Linked DNA regions of Sus scrofa: region 1 is linked to region 2. Evidence: chromatin contacts called from public Hi-C data. All regions are on one chromosome and are shown on one strand. Each heading gives the region's core, a stretch centred on a gene start, on an enhancer-like site or on the middle of the called end of the contact. The rest is flanking DNA. Distances are from core to core; before and after follow the strand shown.

What was found. A called contact is a pair of places that touch in the nucleus more often than the background predicts.
Region 1: a contact with region 2 is called in a Hi-C map of liver, with 2.0 times the contacts expected there. The contact joins two enhancer-like sites. A contact is called at or near these places in 14 of 47 Hi-C or Micro-C datasets (alveolar macrophages, blood, embryonic fibroblasts and 8 more) and 1 of 2 datasets of contacts at active chromatin or transcription factors (skeletal muscle).

What each region holds. Positions count from the first base shown.
Region 1 is chr3:114,040,452-114,043,161 of Sscrofa11.1, reverse strand. The region is part of intron 10 of NCOA1 (nuclear receptor coactivator 1); the gene reads left to right. Among named protein-coding and RNA genes, the nearest start is that of NCOA1, 57 kb to the left of the region's middle. Within about 2 kb of position 1,366, at least 5 of the 83 cell types and tissues checked have an H3K27ac peak or open chromatin away from gene starts, as enhancers often do. A contact at or near this core is called in liver, where this site is marked.
Region 2 is chr3:113,991,323-113,994,022 of Sscrofa11.1, reverse strand. No RefSeq gene overlaps it. Among named protein-coding and RNA genes, the nearest start is that of CENPO, 13 kb to the right of the region's middle. Within about 2 kb of position 1,357, at least 4 of the 83 cell types and tissues checked have an H3K27ac peak or open chromatin away from gene starts, as enhancers often do. A contact at or near this core is called in liver, where this site is marked.

The DNA of each region.
Region 1 (2,710 bases), core at 117-2,616, 49 kb before region 2:
TAACTTTTAAATTTATGTGTATGTGTTAATTTGATGAAAATTAAAGCTAATAAAAATAGAAAGTGTCTTCTAGTAGCTCTACAAGTTGGCGAAAGTGGAGTGTTTTTCATTCGTGACCTGTCTTGAGACATATAGCTCTTTTTTTCTCTCTTGAGATCTCACCTGAATACTGTTCAGTGTATGAAAGTATGTAAATAGGCCAGGATCTGTTCAACTTTGTCCCATAGTGATGGCAAAGGCCAGAAGCCTGGAAGGGAAGATACTGAGGTAAATGGCGGAGGGGGGGGAGCTCCAAACAGCCAGTTTACAATGTTTCTATACAGACAAGAAACAGAACAGGTTTTAAGAGGCGAAGCGTAAGGCTAAGGAAACAAGTTGGACAGGAGAAAGGAAAAGAGAACAAAGGGTTGGAGAAGGAAAAAGAAAGAAAGAAGAGGGAAAAAATATGATCTTGTAAAGAGAGAGAACAGCCTCTGATTCTCTGCCCCCTCTAGCCTCTAGCTGTCCTCCACTGCCTCTCACTAGAGCCAGAGTCCATTATGGAAAGGCTGATTCCACGTCTTAATCTGGTGCCCATCCAGGAAAATCAATCATCTTTCCTGACTGGAGTCTTCAGTCTTAAGCTGAACCATGTCAAGTGCAAAGGTCTCGCATAGGAGAGTTAATTATTGTGTTTCACCTATTAGAACTTCTGGAACTGTCTGCCGTGTCACCTTCTCTCATTCTTTTCTTTTCCTTGCCCTTCTGCATTGCATTCTGAGAGAGTCTCTGGGCCAGATTTTCCAGATCAAAGCTGAGTCTTCATCCATTTCCAGTCTGCTCTTCTGTCAGTCTATTGTGTTCTTTTAATTGTTGCAATTGTGTTTTTAAAAAAATTTTTTCTTAGACGTCTATTACTTTTTATATATATGATAGACTTTTAAATGTGTGGTGATAAATTTAGCATACTTACTTTGGAGCTCATCCATTTTCTGTCATAATCTTTTTTTCTTCAAAGTTTCTTTTTTTGTTAAATTTGCTATTGTTCTTTCCTGCTGTTGACTTTTTTTGAATGTTTGGTGAATTTGAGCCGTCTGTCCATGTGTACTGAAAAAAGACCTAGAATGAAACATCTTGGTAGCTAGAGTGTCTCTTGAGCTAAAGTGAGAAGCCCTTTTTGCCCTGGCAGTGAATGTAGGTTCTGATTATAGAAGCCTTGTTTCTCAGTTGTTGTTGTGAAGGAGTGGGGGTTGGTGATGGGGAAATCCCTCGTGGCAGCCCTTGCACCCACGTTGGGAGATTCCCTGGGCAGAACTCCCACTCTGAGTCATGCACTCACCACTTTAATCCCATGGGTAGATGCCAGAGTCAGCTGCACTCAAAGCAGGGCCTGGTGGCAGCTGTTCAGTTGTCCTTTAATTATCTGGGCAATCACCCATGGCCTGTTCCTTTACCTGCTCAACTGACCACTGAGTTTGGAGTTGTTCTGGTGTTGAAAAAAACTCGCATTTTTGGAAAACCTTCTCTTTGTCCTGATGTAAGTTTTCTAGTTTAGTTGAATTTCACTCTCAATTTTAGCTTTTCATTTGTCTTAGAAATTCTTCATTGTTCTAGTTGACTGCCCTACTTCTTTTGGCCTCTCCTTCAGATGTAAAATTATTTTTCCCCTTTTTACTTCTTTTATTTCAGTGATAATTTTAGAGAGAGAATAAAATGTAGGTAACATAAATCTGTCAAATTGAACCACAAATTTTCCTTAGATCTGTTTACATATGAGAGAACTAAGGTCCAGAGTATGAAAAGTAAGCACACACCTAGACCAAAAACTTGCCCAGAAGTTACCCAGTTAGTATAAGCAGAACCAGGATTTAAAATTCAGTCAGCCTGGTTTTAAAACATGGTGTCCATATGCACACACAGTCATGCAGAGTGACCAAGTGATTTAAATAATTTGGTTGGAAATGTACTATGGGAGCACATCAAGAGACAACTTAGAGGGATGTTGATCAAAATATGCGTAACGTGCTTTCTTGGCAGTACCTTCAACACCTCTGCTATGTCCCTGTGACACTGTCTCCAGATTCCTATCCTTTGAGGTGGATTTGACTTCTGAAATTGTGTGAAGTCGATGGAGCCAAATTTGTTGATCCAAAAAGAATAATACTTTAAAAAAAAATCAGAACCAAAATTAGACGTGATTATAAGACGTATTTTATTGAAGGACTTGTACACTGGTTAAGATAGTTCTAAAAGAATTCCAAAAATATTTGAACGTTGATAACATTACTGGAGTAAGTGAATGACCACTTAAGATGGTTTTTATGTTCTGTGAACATACACTTTCTGAGATGATTAACTTTTAAATCTTATTAGACTAGAGTACATTAGGAGTACCGCCTACCTCTAAAAATAGAGTTTCACATAAAAACTTTTCAGTATCTAAAAAGTGCAGTTTTATTTCCCTGTTTTCATGGCTGTGTTTAGTGTGTTGAGGCTATTGGTAGGTATCTTTCGCTACCGCAAAACTGCAATGAATAATCTTACGTAGAGATAATTGACCGTATTTGAGAGTATATCTGAAGTAGAAATTCTGAACAGAATTGCCAGGTCAAAGGGTAGGTAAACTTTGCCAAATGGCTCTCTTATGCCAGTGTAAGCACTAACTGACAATGTTCCTCTTTCCACACCTCCTTTCCAATAAGTTGAATTATGCACTTTCTCATCTTTGCCA
Region 2 (2,700 bases), core at 108-2,607:
CTGTGAGGCAGGAGATTTGGTTTCTTGGAGCAGATCATGGCTCCTTCCTCACTCTTGATTCTTCTGCAGACAATGAATCTTTCTTCTATGCTGGAGTTTAGCTCTGATCCAGTCATTCATACTTATCTCAGAACTTTGGTAATTTGTGCAATTGGCAGAACAAGCAATGGCCAGAGATACCCAGAGCAAAACGGAGACATTGGCTTGAGAAGAGAATTAAAATATTCAAAGGAGGAGTTCCCGTCATGGCGCAGTAGAAACGAATCTGACTAAGAACCATGAGGTTGTGGGTTCCATCCCTGGCCTTGCTCAGTGGGTTATGGATCCGGCGTTACCATGGGTCACAGATACAGCTTGGATCTGGTGTTGCTGTGGCATAGGCCGGCAGCTGTAGCTCTAATTAGACCCCTAGCCTGGGGACCTCCATATGCCATGGGTGTGGCCCTAAAAAGCAAAAAAATAAAAATAAAAAATACTTAAAACATTAAAAAGAATAACTTTTATTTCATCAGGTTTTTCTCCCATTCCAATGCTCAGAGGTCCTAGGGTACAGAATAAATGAAAACTAGGAGTTCCCGTTGTGGCTCATCGGGTTGAGAATCTGACTAGCATAATGAGGATGCAGGTTCAATCCCTGGCTTTCCTCAGTGGGTTATGGCTCCAGCGTTGCTGCAGGGGGGGGTGAGGCACAGATGCAGCTTGGATCCGGGGCTGCTGTGGCTGTGGCCTAGGCCAGCAGCTGCAGCAACAATTAAACCTCTAGCCTGGGAATGTCCATGTGTTGTGGGTACGGCCCTAAAAGTAAAAAACAACATAGACCAAGTTTTAGTATTTATGATATATTTATGAGCTGTTGCAGTATAGATACTGTGATAGGCAATATGGGAAGTACAGAGACATTTGCCTGAAGCTGCTTCCTTCTTTTTTTTTTTTTTTTTGTCTCGTCTTTTGAGGGCTGCACCCTCGGCACATGGAGGTTCCCAGGCCAGGGGTCTAATCAGAGCTGTTGCCACCGCCTACACCAGAGCCACAGCAACGCCAGATCTGAGCCACGTCTGCGATCTACACCACGCCGGATCCTTAACCCACTGGACAAGGCCAGGGATAGAACCCCCAACCTCATGGTTCCTAGTAGGATTCATTTCCACTGTGCCATGACAGGAACTCCTGCTTCCTTCTTAATAATAGAGGTTATTATAATCAGTTCAATACTTTTCATTTCTACTCTGCCAGACAGTATGCTGGGCTAATACACTTGTGTTAATAATTTCTTAGTTTGTACAGCATGTTCAAACAGTATGTCATTTGATCTTTGAAATCCTGTGAAGCAATTAGAGTAGGTCATAGTCCCAAACTTACAAATGATGAAACTGAAGCTCAGATGAATGGTTAGGTGGCTGGGGTAAGTGCCAGACCCAAGAGGCTATCCTTGGGCTTTGTGGTTAAATCTGCCATTGTTTCCACTGCCCGATACAACTGTTAAAGACAGAAGCATCCTTACACACTGACACATAAAGACTGGGAATCCTGGTAAGTTAAACGTTTTTCTCGGAGTTCCCATTGTGTCTCAGCAGGCTAAGAACCCAACATGGTCTTAAGAATGCGAGTTGGATCACTGGCCTCACCCAGTGGGTTAAGAACCCATCGTAAGGTCTCAGATGGGGCTCTGGATCTGTTGTTGCCATGGCTGTAGTGTATGTAGGTCCCAGCTGTAGCTCTGATAGACCCCTGGCCGGGACCTCCCATATGCTGCAGGTGTGGCTGTAGTAAGGAAAAAAAAAAAGTTTTTCTCTAGAACTCAAGTTCCTTTAATGCTTGGGTAGGGGGGTTCCTTTTGACAATAAAACTGGGCACTAATTTTGAGTGTGTTAAAATACTGATTTTTTTTTTCATATTTTAAATTTGTGTGAGGGTAATAGTTCTCAGGCAAGTCCCTGAACCCTCTCCGAACAATTTCATCTTTCCCCTTGAACCCAATACTGCTTACATTTATATGCATCTTCAGTCCACTCTTCTAGCCAAGATCTCTCTTTAAGATTCAGTCCTGAGGGAGTTCCTGTCGTGGCTCAGTGGTTGGCCACTCCCACCAGGAACCATGAGGTTATGGGTTCAATCCCTGGCATTGCTCAGTGGGCTAAGGATCCGGAGTTGCCACAAGCTGTGGTGTAGGTCGCAGACGCAGCTCAGATCCCGCATTGCTGTGGCTCTGGCATAGGCCGGTGGACCCCCTAGCATGGGAACCTCCATATGCTGCGGGAAGGGCAAAAAGACCAAAAAAAAAAAAAAAAAAAAAATTCAGTCCTGAACTTTCAACTGCTAAACATTACGTCATGGAAGGATTACAGCCTTCTCCGAGCACCTCAAACTTCAGCCCCACACTGAAAAACTTATTTCCCCAAGAATAGCTTCTTGTGTCCCTTACCTGAATTAACTGCATCGGCAACTTCCTCCCACTCATATCACCAAATTGCAAAAAGCTGTATTGTAATGCCTCATAGCTGTTTTCTCCTTTCTAAGCCTATTTGATCAAAGATCGAATTCTGGACTTCATTATCTTTTGGGGGGGTGATTATAAAAACTACCCTCATGCCTTTTACACTCATCCTTGACATAATCATCAGCGAAGCCTCTCTAAACGCACCCTTCCAAATATGTTAGTGACAACTTCTTGCCTGTAGTTGATCTGAAACCTACCTGCGT